2 separate regions of the Athene noctua genome follow, and region 1 is linked to region 2. A link is a contact called in public Hi-C data. All regions are on one chromosome and are shown on one strand. The core of a region is the stretch at or near the end of the contact, and the rest is flanking DNA. Distances in the headings are between cores, read along the strand shown.

Region 1 (6,923 bases), core at 914-3,413, 190 kb after region 2:
TATAAAAGCCAAAGCTCCAGTGGCTTCGCGGCTGCTGTGCCGGCGTTTGACACCTCGCTGGTCGCTCCCGGCTGCTCGCTGTCCCCATCGCTGGGTGTGGCGGGGACAGGACACTGCCCAGACCCCCCCAGTACCTGCGCTGGGGTCACAGGTAGTCCCACTGCACCCACAGTAGGGACGTGACTGGTCCCAGCACCCGCGGTGGGGGCACAACCACCCCCCAACACCTGGAGCTCTTGCACCGGGTGGATCCGAGAGTGTCAGCGGGCAGGATGGGGACCTGCCCCTCCAGAACAGGGTGACCCCTTCTCCGACTTGGCATAGCACTGGGGGGTGTAGGACTGGGCTGGCGCCATTCGGACCCAGCACCTGTGGGGTCCCAAATCCCTGCACCCCAGTGGGAGCCCCGGTTTGCAGGGGGAGAGGGGCAGGGGGTGCAGGGGCAGGGGTTGGGGGGGGTGGGGGGGGGTCCTGTGGCCAGGGCCATGCCACGGGCACCACCAGCCACGCTGGCAGCACCGGCACTGTGAGCTGGGCCTGGCACCTTGTCAGAGCCCATCACGTCTGCCTCCCCCCGCACCCCCCCGCTGCCGTGCCGGTGGCAGGGAACATCTGCTGGGTACCCCCTGCCACGGCGCGCGAGGGCGAGGGGCAGCTGCCGGGACCCCCGGGCCAGCGCCGCCGCCGCGGCCCCTCGCTGTGACATTGATGCAGGGTGACAGGGCGAGCAGGGCGGATGGATGGGATGGGACAGTCGGACGGGATGGGACAGTCGGATGGGATGGGACAGTCGGACGGGATGGGACAGTCGGATGGGATGGGACAGATGGACGGGACGGGACAGACGGACGGCCAAGCCAGCGCCTCTGCCACGCCAGGGCCCAGTTGGTGCCGACGCTCACGGCCGGTTCCATGTCCCCTCCCACCGTCCCTGGGGACACCAACAGCCCTGTCACCACCGCTCAGCTTCTGGGGACAGACAGATGACATCCTGCATCCCACGTCCTGCGGCCCTTTGCCTCGTGCCCTACGCCCCGTCTCAGCCCCCCGCTCCAGACGATGCCCCACACCCGGGGCGGGGGCACCGGGGCCACTTACTGCCAAGAAGGGGAGCGGCGCTGGCCGGGCGGGGGGGCCCGCGGGGACATGGGGATGCCACCAGTGTCACTGACACATGGCACGTTCCCTTGCCAGGCCCAAGGTTTGGGTCTCCGGGAGGGCGAGGGGTGTCCCCGGGGGCGGCTCCCCGGCCCTGCTGCAGTCGGGACCCCCCGGCACTCGGCTTCGAGGAGCGGAGGGTGCTCCCCGCTGCGGTACCGGGGGGCACCGGGACTGACGGTGTCGGGGCCGGTGGCCGGGACGATGCTGCCACCTGGTGCCGCGGCGCCGAGGAGCCGCCGGGATCCGCAACGGGGGTCGGGGGCAGCACCGGGACCGGCAACAGGGGTGGGGGTCAGCACCGGGACCGGCAACGGGGATCGGGGGCAGTACCGGGACCGACCCCGGGGGTCGGGGGCAGCACCAGGATCGGCAACGGGGGTCGGGGGCAGCACCGGGCCCGGCCCCGGGGGTCGGGGGCAGCACCGGGCCTCCGGGAGCCGCCCCGGGCCGCTCCGCCCCGTGGGAACCCGCCGGGACCGGGAGGCGGCGGGACGCTGCCGCCCCCCCCAGCCCGCAGCGGCCCCGGCCCCGGGCGCGGCCGGGGGTCCCGGGGAGGCCTCGCCTCGACGGGGGGGCGCGGCGGAGCGGGGCGGGCAGCACCCGTGCCGGTCCCTGTCCCGGTGCCGGTGCCGCCGTGGCGGGGGCAGCGGGGCCGGGTCTCTCCCTCCCGCCCGCCCCGTCGCGGCATCCCCGGGACGCGCCCGGCGACAGCTGCCGCGTTCCCGCCCTGCCCGAGGGCTGCGCACCCCCGGCCCCCAGCCCGGGCAGCGGGGACCCCCCCCACCCCCCTCTGCGTCCCTCCTCACCCCCCCGAGCCTCCCACACCCCCCCTCCATCCCCCCGCCGCCCGCCCCGCCGGGCCCCCGCCGGGCAGGGGGTGCAGGCTGCCGCCCGGGGGGGCGGGGGGGACAGCTGCCCGGCCGGGGGGGGGCCCGGCCCGCTCGGCAGCACATGTGCCGTCACTCAGCCAGCCCCGCGGTTATTTTAGCTCGGGACCGGCGAGCGGCTCGGGGCTGGCGGCCGGACTGCGCCCCGCTCCGCCATGGGCCCCCCGCTTCTCCTCGCCTGCCTGCTCGCCCCGCTCTGCGCGCGGGTAAGGGGTGCGGGGACACCCGGGGGGGCGGGAGGGATGGCGATGGGGGGGGAAGGCGATAGGGAAGGGGTGTCGTGTGCCCCCCCTCCCAGCTCCGTGCCCTGAGAGGGCCCGCAGGGATGGGGAGCGCGGACACGGGGCTGGGGGGGCGGCCGGACCCCAAAGCCCGCGGAGACACGTCCCTGGGGGCAGCGGGGCTGGGGCTGGGGCTGGGGGGGCTGGGTGCCCCTCTTGAGGCATTTCCCACCCCACAGATGGCGGCGGCAGGGGGGGGCCTGCGGCTCCGGCACGCTGCCTGCGTTTGTGAAGCGGGGAGACGGGATTTGGGGGGGTTAGGTGCTCAGAGACACCCTGGTGTGGCTTTTCACACCCAGCTGTGGGCCCAGACACACCCCCACACACCCCCCCACCCCTCTGTCCGTGTGTGGCCCCCCCGGAGCCCCTCACCGCAGTCTCGGGCCTGACCCCCACGGAGCCGTTGGGGTTCTGGCCTGCACCCCCATGGCCGGGTGCTCAGGGCAGCCCCCCCGCCAGCAGCAGGGCCCCCATCGGGACCCCCAGCTCCTCCCTAGGGAAGGGGGGGGTCTCTCCTTGGGGGGGGGCAGGGGGACAGCTGGCGGCCGCGGGGCAGCTCCCGTCCGTCTCCAAACCAGCCCCTTGTCCTGCCCATCCCCTGGGGCCCCCCCTGCCCTGCACAGCCCCCCAGGGACCCCCAGCACAGCCATCCCCGCGGCCCTGCTCCCCCACACTGGGCAGGGCGCTCATGCCAGGACCTGCGGCACCCCAGAGCACCCCAGAGCACCCCCAGCGATGTAACCAGGGTGGGTGCAAGGCCCGGTTCTGCCCAGATGCCCCCCCTCCCCGGGGGGAGCGCATGTCCCCGGGGCCCAGGACAAGGGGGAGCCCTGATGGATGTAGCATGGAACTGGGGGGGCCATTCACAGCTCCCTGCCCCTCCCAACCCCCATCTCCCACCCCTCACGCTTGCTCCCCACAGCTCCAGACCCCCATGTCACCCCCCCAATTCCCTGACCCCCCCACCCAGTCCCTCATGGCCCCTAAACACATCCAAGCCCCCACAGCTCTCTGACCACCCTTGCAGCCCCCCCATAACTCCTGCTCCCCCAGTCTCGATTCCTAATCCCCCCCCAGCTCCTTGTGCCCCCCCAGCACCCCAGTTCTGTGCCCCAGCTGGGCCTAACCCGATCCCTGACCCTTCCGCCCCCGCTGCCACCTCCATGAGGTGACAGTGACAACCGAGGTGGGCTGGGGCCAGCCCAGGGTAACCCCTTCATCCCCACGGGGGGGGGTCCCATGGAGCACAGCCCGGGGTGGAACCCCCGGGGTCATTTGTGGGGTACTCCTTCCCCCCGAGACACCCGTCACCATCACACCAGGGGCTCAGGGGACAGCCACCAAGCGCTGGAGGAGAACTGGGTGCCCTCTCTGCTCCCCCAAACCCAACCCCATTGGGGGGGGGCCAGCACCGTGCACCCCAGCACCCTGTACCCCAGCCCTGTGCACCCCAGCCCCATCCACCCATCCCAGGAGAAAAGCCCTGCCCTTGTCCCCCTCCCACTCGGGGGGTTTGGGGGTCACCAGCAGCACCGTGTGCCCCCCCCAGGGTGCCAGCCCAGCCCAGCCGGGTGCCGCGGCCCCAGGGAGCCCCCAGACCTGGCGCCAGCACGAGGGGCTGCGGCGGGTGAAGAGGGCCTGGGTGATCCCCCCCATCAGCATCTCGGAGAACCACAAGCGCATCCCCCACCTCCTGGTGCAGGTAGGCAGGGACCCCCCCCCACATCCCCTCTGGGGCAGGGGGATTACCTGGGGGCGCCCCAGGAGGGGGGACATGGCTTAGGGGGGGTCAGAGGGGGACCCCAGGCAGGGGACAGACCCCCCCCCAGCCCCGGGACCGCCAGCCCTGCTTTCCCTGGGGTAGATCAAGTCGGACAAGCAACAGCCCGGGGGGGTGATCTACAGCATCAAGGGGCCGGGGGTGGACGAGGAGCCCCTGGGCATCTTCTCCATCGACAAATTCAGCGGGAAAGTCTTCCTCAACGCCATGCTGGACCGGGAGGAGACCGACCGCTTCCGGGTAAGGACGCTGCTCCCCTGGCCAAGCCCCCTCCACGGCCCCCCCAGGGACCCCCAACCCCCCCGCTCTGCGCCCGCAGCTGAAGGCCTTTGCGCTGGACCTGGGGGGGACGACGCTGGAGGATCCCACCGACCTGGAGATCATCGTGGTGGACCAGAACGACAACCGGCCGCTGTTCCGGCAGGACGTGTTCACGGGGCGCGTGGTGGAGGGGGCCGAGCCAGGTGAGTCCGGCCGGGACACCAGGGCCGGGGGGGGTTAGGGGGGAGCCAGCCCCCCCCACGGCAGCACCCACTGCGGCCGCAGGGACCTGCGTGATGACGGCGGACGCCAGCGACGCCGACGACCCCGAGACGGACAACGCGGCGCTGCGGTATTCCATCCTGGAGCAGGGCCCTGCCGGCATGTTCAGCATCAACGCGACCACCGGCGAGATCTGCACCGCGCGGCCCGGCCTTGACCGAGAGGTAGCGGGCGTGGAGGGGGGGACACACACACCGGGGTGGCACCGGGACTGGGGGCAGCTAAAGACCCCCCCGGCAAAATCACAGCTCCAGCCACGAGCAGGCGCAGGCGTGGGGAGAGGGTGGGTGGGCAGAGCTGGGGGAGCTCTGGGCTCTCCTGGGGGGCTGAAGGGGCTCAGCACCCCCCCCTCCTTCCCTGCAGGCCGTGGGGGTGTACAACCTGACAGTGCAGGCAGCCGACATGTCCGGGGACGGGCTCACCACCACCGCCACGGCCGTCATCTACCTGGACGACATCAACGACAACCCCCCCGAGTTCACCAAGGAGGAGGTAGCGGCCGGGGCGGGGTGGGGGGACACGTCGGGGGTTGGAGGGGGGGGCAGACACGAGCCCCACGCCGCTCTCCCCCCAGTTCTCCATGGAGGTGGAGGAGCAGGCGGCCGGCGTGGACGTGGGGAAGGTCTTTGTGCACGACAAGGACCTGGCCGGCTCGCCCAACTGGTTGGCCAAATTCACCATCCTGGAGGGTGACCCCGAGGGTGCCTTCGCCATCCGCACCGACCCCCACACCAACGACGGGGTGATCTCCGTGGCCAAGGTGGGCGCGGGGCAGCCGGAGAGAGGGGAAGGGGGGGTTGGGGGGTTCCCGTGGTTCGGCTGACCCGTGGCCCCTCCCGCAGCCGCTGGACCACGAGGTGCGGGACCGCTTCGAGCTGACGGTGTCGGTGCAGAACGAGCGGCCGCTGGAGCCCGCGGCCCCCGCCAGCCCCCGGGCGCTGGCCACCGTGCGGGTGCAGGTGCGGGATGTCAACGAGGCGCCCGTCTTCCGCGAGAACCCGCGGCGGGTCAGCGTGCTGGAGGGGGCCCCCCCGGGCACCCCCGTCACCACCTACACCGCCAGCGACCCCGACACCCGCCAGCTCCAGACCCTCACGTGAGTCCCGTGAGGCCGCCGCCACCGCGGCCCTTTGCCGTGCCCAGGCTCCCGCTCGCGGCCCGCGACGGGTGTTTTGGGGGTGTTGGGGGGTGACGGCATGCCCCCCCACCCCGCGCCCACAGCTACGCGCTGCTCTACGACCCGGCGGGCTGGCTGCAGCTGGACCCCCGCTCCGGCACCGTCCGCACCAAGCGGGAGCTGCTGCACCCCTCCGCCTTCCTGCAGGGCGGCTGGTACATCGCCCTGGTCCTCGCCCGCGATGACGGTGAGCATCCCCCCCGCCTTATCCCCCCCTCCCGCCGTCCTGCCCTGACTCCTCCGTTCCGCACCCCCAGCCGAGCCCCCCCTCTCCGCCACCGGCACCCTCTCCATCGAGATCCTGGAGGTGAACGACCACGCGCCGCTGCTGCAGCCGCCGCCTGGGGTGCTCTGTGGGCGGCCAGGCCGCGGGGGGAAGCTGCTTCTGGGGGCCACGGACGATGACCGGCCCCCCCACGGTGCCCCCTTCCACTTCCAGCTCAGCCCCCAGCACCCCCAGCTCACCCGCAACTGGAGCATCACCCGCTTCAACGGTGAGGGCTGGCAGGGAGGGGGCTGCGGCCTTGGGGGGGTGCTGGGGGGGTCCCCGCTCACCCTTTGCCCACGGCCCCCTCCCGCAGTGACCCACGCGGTCCTGGCCGTGCTGGTGGAGCTGCCCGAGGGGCCCTACTCACTCCCGCTGCTGCTCCGGGATTCGGGGACCCCCCCCCGGGAGCGGCAGCAGCTGCTGAACGTCTCGGTGTGCCGCTGCGGGCGGGACGAGACCTGCGAGGACGGTGTCCTGGCGGCCGCCACCGCCGGGGCCGGCGTCACCCTCGGGGCCCTGATGATCATCCTTGGCAGCATCATCCTCCTCCTCGGTGAGTGAGACCCCCCCCGGGCATCCTCACCCCCCGCCAGCCCCCCAGCCCCGTGCCCCACCCCCCAGTGCTGGTCCTGGGTGCCCACCCCGAACCCCACCAGCGCCCTCCGTCACCTCGACCCCACCCACCCGTTGCCCCATCCTGGTCCTGGCTGCCCCACCCAGTCCCTGCCCATGACCCCCCCCACCGCAGCAACCCCTTCTGACCCCTACGAAGCGCCCCCAGTCCCCTCATCGCCCATCCCGCCCCCCCATCCCTCTCTCCCAGCCC
Region 2 (6,653 bases), core at 3,252-5,751:
CCCAGGGGAGCTCACAGCGAGCTCCTGTTCTGCTGCTTAGGAGAAAAACCTTGTTTCTACGAGCAAATTACATCAACGGTTGCTCGCAGCCCGGCCAAGGCGAAGGCACTGTCCCTGGGTTCCCTGATGTCACCCCTTGGCCCCGCACGCAGCCGGCTCTGGCACTGGCAGGGCTTACACTCGCTTCCACAGAGTGCAGCTGCTTTCCACGGCTTTTTGGGGTGGAACTAATTTTTCCCTTCTCTCCCTCGCAGCAGGGACCCCTCCTTGTGCCAAGTATGCGAGGCGCTCCCTCCCTTGGCTCCACACAGGGGCTGGCTGCGAAAACAAGTGCCCTGGGGTAGGTTTCTCCCAGGGGAATGGTGTTTCTCAGCGCAAACTGAGCAGCCACTGAAGTGGCTTTTCAGGAAACGGTGATAAAAATAACTGTAATAGCCCTTATAAGTGGAAGGCAGCCCCATGTGCTGGATGGGGAAGGTGAGCTGAGCTGTGGGGGAGCCTGGTTTACACACACACTGGCACTGGGCATTTCTACTGCAACCCAGCAGGACCTGGGTAACCCCCTCCAGCTAGAGCTTGGTGCCAGGCCCGGAGAAAAGACACCTGAAGGGCTCAGTCCTGGCAAGAGATTCCTTCCAAGCATGTGGAGGGGCGACGGGGAGGTCATGCCACAACCTGGCAGCCTGGGTTTGGAGGAAGACACTCACAAAGGTAATTAACAGCTTCAGTTACTGCAAGAAGAGCTCTGAGACAGGTTAGAAAAAATAAAAATAAGTCAGCGTTTATTTTACCAGTGAGTTCAGGCCCTGCTAGGACAGGGACACAGTCCCTGATATTTTCAGGCAGGTGGAAGTTTTGGCACGCTAGGTCTCTGCTAGTCCTGTGACTGAGTTCTAGGGAGCATCTCCAAACCCCACACCACCACCCCAAGCCCAGTGAGACCTCTGGAGCTCAGCTGCAAAAGCAGAACACTTTTTCTTTCTTCCTCTGGCCTTATCTGACTCCAAATGTACCAACAAGAATGAGCTCCAAACTGGCATTGTCCTTTCAATGTCCCGCTGCCCCAGGAAGAACCCAGCAAATGGAGTCAGAAATGGTGCAGTAGAGGGGGAATTTGTGCTCAGCAAAAGCTGCCAGGCCCGGCTGGAGCTGCCAGCTCTGGTAGGTGCCAGCGCTGCTGGGCAGAAGGCAGGCAAACAGCCCTGAGCATGTGCTCGGTCCCCTTCTTCCTGCCTGGAGCCCACCTCTGCGCTACTTCTCATGATGTAGATTGCTCTGAGTTTTGTGAAATTCCCTGCTAAGGAGCACCCCGGAGCAAGGGAAGGCAGACACCTTCCTACAAGGGACCCGCAGCTTCCCACGGTCGCGAGGAAAGGAGACCATGAGCCAAGCTGCAAGCTGACACCCTGCCTGAGCTCATCTACACCAGCAACCTCCCTTGTGCAGGCAGCAGCTGCCTCTAGATTTCAGGACACAGGTCTGGGCACGCACTTAAATCTCCTTACCAAGCACTACCTTAATGTAAAAGCAACCTATTCCAGTGTGAGTGACAGCAGAGAGCAACCAGACCTTCCTCTGAGGTCAAATACTGAGGGATTTATCCCTTTGACAAATAATCCTTTTTTGCCCATCTTTTATGTTTCTTTGGCAAACTTTTAGCGGGTTCCTGAAAGGGAATTCTGGGCCCCCTGAACTATTGGACCTCTCCTGCCTCAGAGGCACTATTTTCACTTTGGTCTCTTAAAAAAAAAAAAAAAAAAAAAAATTCAGTGAAGCTGTATCTTGGTCTCTATCCCCCCCAAAGCAATCAGGCTGTTTCTTCTTTCCAAAAGGATGAACTCTGAAAAGAATCCTTACGCTTAACACACCTTAATCTGTGGCTTGGAAAACAAATAGGATTTAGGATTGTATAGCATCTGGCCAGGATCAAAATTGTAGGTTCTCCCCCCCTGCCCACCCCCTCATGACAGCAAGAGTCACTGATTAAAGCCCCAAACTCAGGGTGCGTGTTCCCTTCTCCCGGCTCCTCCTCAGTCATACTGCAGCAGAGAGTAGAAAGGGACAGACTTGAGCTTTTCTGACCCTTTCAGGAGTTTTAACTCTATGATCACCAGGCACTCCAGGACTTCAGCCTTCAGCCTCTTCATCAGCTCACAGGCTGCACACATGGTACCTGCACAACACCGAGGGGGAGCAGAACCATCATCACCCCAGGAGCAGCGCCGAGGTTACGCTTCAAACCCCAGAGCTGCTCCCGACGCACGCGTACGTGCGTGACACGTGCTTTAAGGCCGCCTGCTCCTCTCACCTCCAGTGGCAAGCAAGTCGTCTACAATAACGACTTTTTGTCCTGGTTCCACGGCATCACTCTGGATTTCAAGTTCAGCCTGCAGGGTGGAAAGAGCAGCTTCACTTTAGCCTTTGCCTGACAGAGGAACACTTCACAAGCTGCTAACGCAGGGTGGAATGCAGACAACTCTTCAGCGAGATCAGCCCCTAAAAACCCCCGAAACACATCCTCCAGCTACAGGGAGTGCCACGGAAATACAGAGCGGGTTAGGTGATTGTTGGGCCAACCCTCTGGCACGTCAAGATCCTGAACATTCATCAAATGAGTTACAGTCCCATCGTGAAACCTTATCCCAAAGCAATTTTCCAGGGGGGAAAATTTCCTGTAACGCGCTGGGCTGGAGCGCTCTGCTGTGACAGCACCGCCAAGCCACCTCCAAACGGCACAGGCACATCCTTTGTCAGATGAACTTGTCCCATGCAGGGGTTGGCCCAAACAACCCTCAGAAATATTGCCTAGGTTTGGTGTTTCTGCTGCTGTTAGTCACCAGAGGTAGCATGTTACTGGGCTCACGCCTCCGCTCTTTGACCGGAGAGGCCGCGGTGTTACGGGGCGAGCGCCCCGGTTTGGAGCCATGCAATAGAGGCAGTTACTTATCGCACTTACTGGAAGAGTGGGAAACACACTCCGTGTTCATGCCCCTGAATTCAAGCCAAAGAAAGCAATTTAGCACCAAACCTTATCATCCCCACTCCCCCCCACCACCCCCAACCAAAATCACAGCCCCTGGCATCAGCACTGGCTGTGACAGCCAGCTTGGGGAACCCCCCGCGCTGGTTTTATCACCCCGTCCCCTCACTGACACCCCCCAGCCCTGCCTCAACCAGGCTGGAAAACCTCTTCCCCTCCCTGGGCGTTACCTTGCCATACTCAAGGGAGTAGGAGACAGACTCGGTGGGACCGGGGAGTTTCCCCTTCTTCCGGATCGGCACGAAGCCGACCCCCAGTCTCTGAGCCAGGGGGGGGCCGATGAGGAAGCCACGTGAGTCCAGGCCTGGGGGGAGCAGAGCAGCACAAATACTCAGCCCGGGGGTGTCTCTGAACTGTACCCCAGGTTCATCACCCTCCCGTGTTCAGGGAGGGGGGGTGTTTCTAGAAGCAATTTGCTCTTAGAGTTGTTTTTGTGGGTTGAAAACACAGACCACGCTCAGCAGGGCCTGCGCTCGCCCAGAGGAGCGGCCGGTGGGTGTCGGGGCACCGCAGCGATCCCCCCCCCGCCCGTTTTACCTCCCCTCCAGCTCTCCTTCTTAGAGATAAGCTCAGCAAAGCCCCGTATCAGCTCGGCCACACAACCAGGGACTTTGTACCACGGGGGGAACACACTTCAGTTATCATGAAGGCCTTGGCCTAGGTTTGGTCTGGACTCCTTGAACTTTGGGCCCAGCCCAAGCGCTGCCTTCCTAACGTGTTCTCACCACAAAGGCTGTTTCTGTTGGCTTGAAAAGGTGCCCCCCAAGAAGGAAAACATGCTAGAACAGGGTCTGCCTGCCGTGGGGACGGTGTGAGACCTTACGGGCAGGGCAGGCTTCTTGTCATTCCTCTTTTTTTAACGCTGAAAGCAATGAATTACAGAATTGGCACTGAAGCATCAATCAGACGGCGCCTGCCACATCTAAAGGCAGGAGTTCTGGGAAGCACCGGAGCAGGGTGGGGGTATAACCTGTCCTGGCCTCACGCCACGACAGAGGCCAGCATCTGGGTGACTGCTGCAGTGTCCAGGGGGTGCAGAGTTCAGCTGTCTCCCCACGTTCCCGCCCGGTCACGGTGCTCTGCGCCGGCCTCTGAGATGTTTCAACCAACACTCACCTGCAATGAAGTCGATTTGGGGGAAAGATGCTCTCAAATGATCTTCCAGAAGATCGATCAAAGCCCGGAAAGCTGCGGGATCCTTCAGCAAGGGGCTGATATCGCTGTAAAAAGAGAGAGAGCGAGCAGTTGGCTACCTCCGGGGCTGGGCTGGCTCCCCACCGGGCTTCCAAGCCCCCGGGGGATGCGGGTCCTGCCCGGAGCAGGCAGGATGGGCAGCGGGGAGCCCCCCCCCCCCGGCTCTCCAGCCCCGCCCGCACCGGAACAGCACACCGGGCACCGGGAAGTCACGGAAGGGCCGCACCCGGTCGCGGACCCGCCGCAGCCGTTCCTCGGTCATGGCGGCCCCGCTCTGCGCAGCCGCCGCGCGGCACCGGGCGGGGCGCGGGGGGGCCCGGCGCCGCCTCCGGGACAGCCTGCGCCGGGTGCTGCCCGCCCGCCCCGCCCGGTGCCCCGCGGCTCGGAGCATCCGTCCCCCCCGGGGCGGGGAGCGCTGGTAGCCCGGGGAACGGAACCCCAATCCCCTGTGCACGGAGCTCTGGTACCCCGGAGCCCCAGTGCAGTGAGCCCCGGTACCCCTGAGCCTCGAACCCCCGGGCATGGAGCTCTGGCACCCCGGGGTACGGAGCCCCAGTCCCCTGGGTGCACAGAGCTGGGGTACCCCAACACACAGAGCCCCGACCCCCCCAGTGCTAGCCCTGCTAGCCTGGAGCAGGGAGCTCTGCCCCCCTGCCCAGGTATCCCCAGCATGCAGCACCCCACTCCCTCAAAGCAGGGAGCCCCAGTACCCCAGTTTCCCCTCTGAAGGGTGCTCTGGTACCTGCAGCATATGGGGCCATATCAGCCCCCCTGCACAGAGCCCTGGGTCCCCGCCTTGCTCCAGCCAGCTTGGGAAAAGGGGTGCCGTGCCTGGGGGTTACACTTCCACCTCTCTTCACCCCTGCCCTGCGCCTCACGCAGACAGCAAGCGTGGTAGGGCTAAATTATTTCCCGCTTTTCTGTCCCTCCTCACCTCTTGTGAACCCCTGGAATGGCATTCTGTGTTTGTCAAAGCCCTTGGTTTGGATGATAACCCAGCCGGTCCGAGCGCCCTTGCTCCCAGACCGCCAGCTCAGCTGATACTGGTGTCACTGGTTTGTGTGGCAGGTCAGGGCACTCACACAGCTCTTATCTCCCACCTCCGGATGGGCAAACAGCCGTTTGTCCACCCAAAATCCGCTGTGGGCAGGAGATGTAGTGCTGAATGAGTACAGATCTCCTCTGCCCCTAGCAAACAGGATCTGGATGTGATCCGGAAGGTTCGAGCGTGCAACGCCCCCGGCTGAGCTCGGTGCTGGCTGTGAAAGGCCGTGACAGGAACAGCTTCAAGCTCAGCACCCCTGGGCCAGGCGTTGGGGCCTGTCCTCAAGGCGTGTGACAGCGTGTGGCGGTGTGTGACAGTGTGCCAGCAGCTAGCCAGGGATTTTGCAGGGCTGTGATGTGGCCCCCTCCATGGGTTGGGTGCTCTGGTAGCAAACGCAGAGCTGCTTCCTCCTACTCTTGTTGGACCAGTCGCTCCCACCAGCCCTGTGGGTCCTGCCAGCTCCCAGAAGCGGCTCTGGCACAGGAGGAGCAGCTGACAGGAGGGGAAAGCTGGTTGTCTCCTCTCCAGCTGCGCTGTGGGGGGCTCACAGGCACAGCACGGCTCGCGAGGGACCCGCTTCCACCCTCAGCCCTGCAGCCGACACGTCCTGTGTCGCTGAGCGGTTCCCAGCGCTCAGGGCAAACCCTTGGGAATCATTTGCTGCACACTGAATCCTCCACCGCTCTATTTTCTTCCCAATTTTATCTACGGACAGCAAGACAGGTGTGTACCAGAGGCCTGAGGTGCGGAGGGAGACAAGCTGAAGGCCAGTGCAAAGGTTGCTCCCTTTCTTGTTACACTCCCTGTTGCCAGAGACAAGGTCAGCCTGCCTCCTTTCACAACCATTCCCTTACAGACTAAGATTTTCCCTGAGGTCAGATTATCTCTTTGGCACCAGAAAAATCCTCTCTAGCAGCTGTTCCAGCGAAGCAAACATCCCCTTCCACTGGAACAGGGGCTTTGCAACACCCTCTCTCCCTCGGATGAGCTGGAAGGGTTTCTCCTGTAACTTCACCAACCACGTCACCGGACAGCGAGCTATTCCAGCAACTCCTCTTCTTCCTGGCGGATGGAAGGGATGGAATTTATCTGCCTACCCATGGAAATAAGCAGGAGCTGGGCAAGGGCTCTTCCGCAGCCTGCTTTCTGCCTCTCACGGAGGAGCTGTAAGCTGGGGTCTCATCACACTTTTCTTGTGTTCGTGACCCTCCTACACATCACCACTGTTACTAGCAGAAAACACCACGAGGTTCCCAGGCCCCTCGTGCCAGCCCACCCCGGGCAAACCAGCAGCTCTCACCAGGATGAGTTGCCGAGGGCTCCCACTGGCCCCTTCGTGTCCAGCTGGGGGGATCTCTCCGGCTCTGGTGCAGG

Evidence for each region. A called contact is a pair of places that touch in the nucleus more often than the background predicts.
Region 1: a contact with region 2 is called in a Hi-C map of liver, with 3 times the contacts expected there. The contact joins the promoter of CDH15 here to the promoter of APRT in region 2. A contact is called at or near these places in 2 of 2 Hi-C or Micro-C datasets (heart and liver).

Annotation. Positions count from the first base shown.
Region 1 is chr9:26,124,974-26,131,896 of bAthNoc1.hap1.1, forward strand. CDH15 (cadherin 15) reads left to right here and starts at 2,164. Exons shown (of 14, transcript XM_074913291.1): 1 at 2,164-2,254; 2 at 3,879-4,031; 3 at 4,194-4,349; 4 at 4,429-4,573; 5 at 4,656-4,816; 6 at 5,016-5,144; 7 at 5,227-5,412; 8 at 5,495-5,748; 9 at 5,874-6,016; 10 at 6,087-6,323; 11 at 6,411-6,650. The coding sequence starts at 2,204.
Region 2 is chr9:25,934,624-25,941,276 of bAthNoc1.hap1.1, forward strand. It overlaps APRT (adenine phosphoribosyltransferase), which reads right to left and starts at 4,502. Exons shown (of 5, transcript XM_074913000.1): 1 at 4,417-4,502; 2 at 4,157-4,260; 3 at 3,211-3,344; 4 at 2,309-2,387; 5 at 781-2,173. The coding sequence starts at 4,496. The coding sequence ends at 2,031. GALNS (galactosamine (N-acetyl)-6-sulfatase) reads right to left here. Exons shown (of 15, transcript XR_012634182.1): 15 at 6,580-6,653.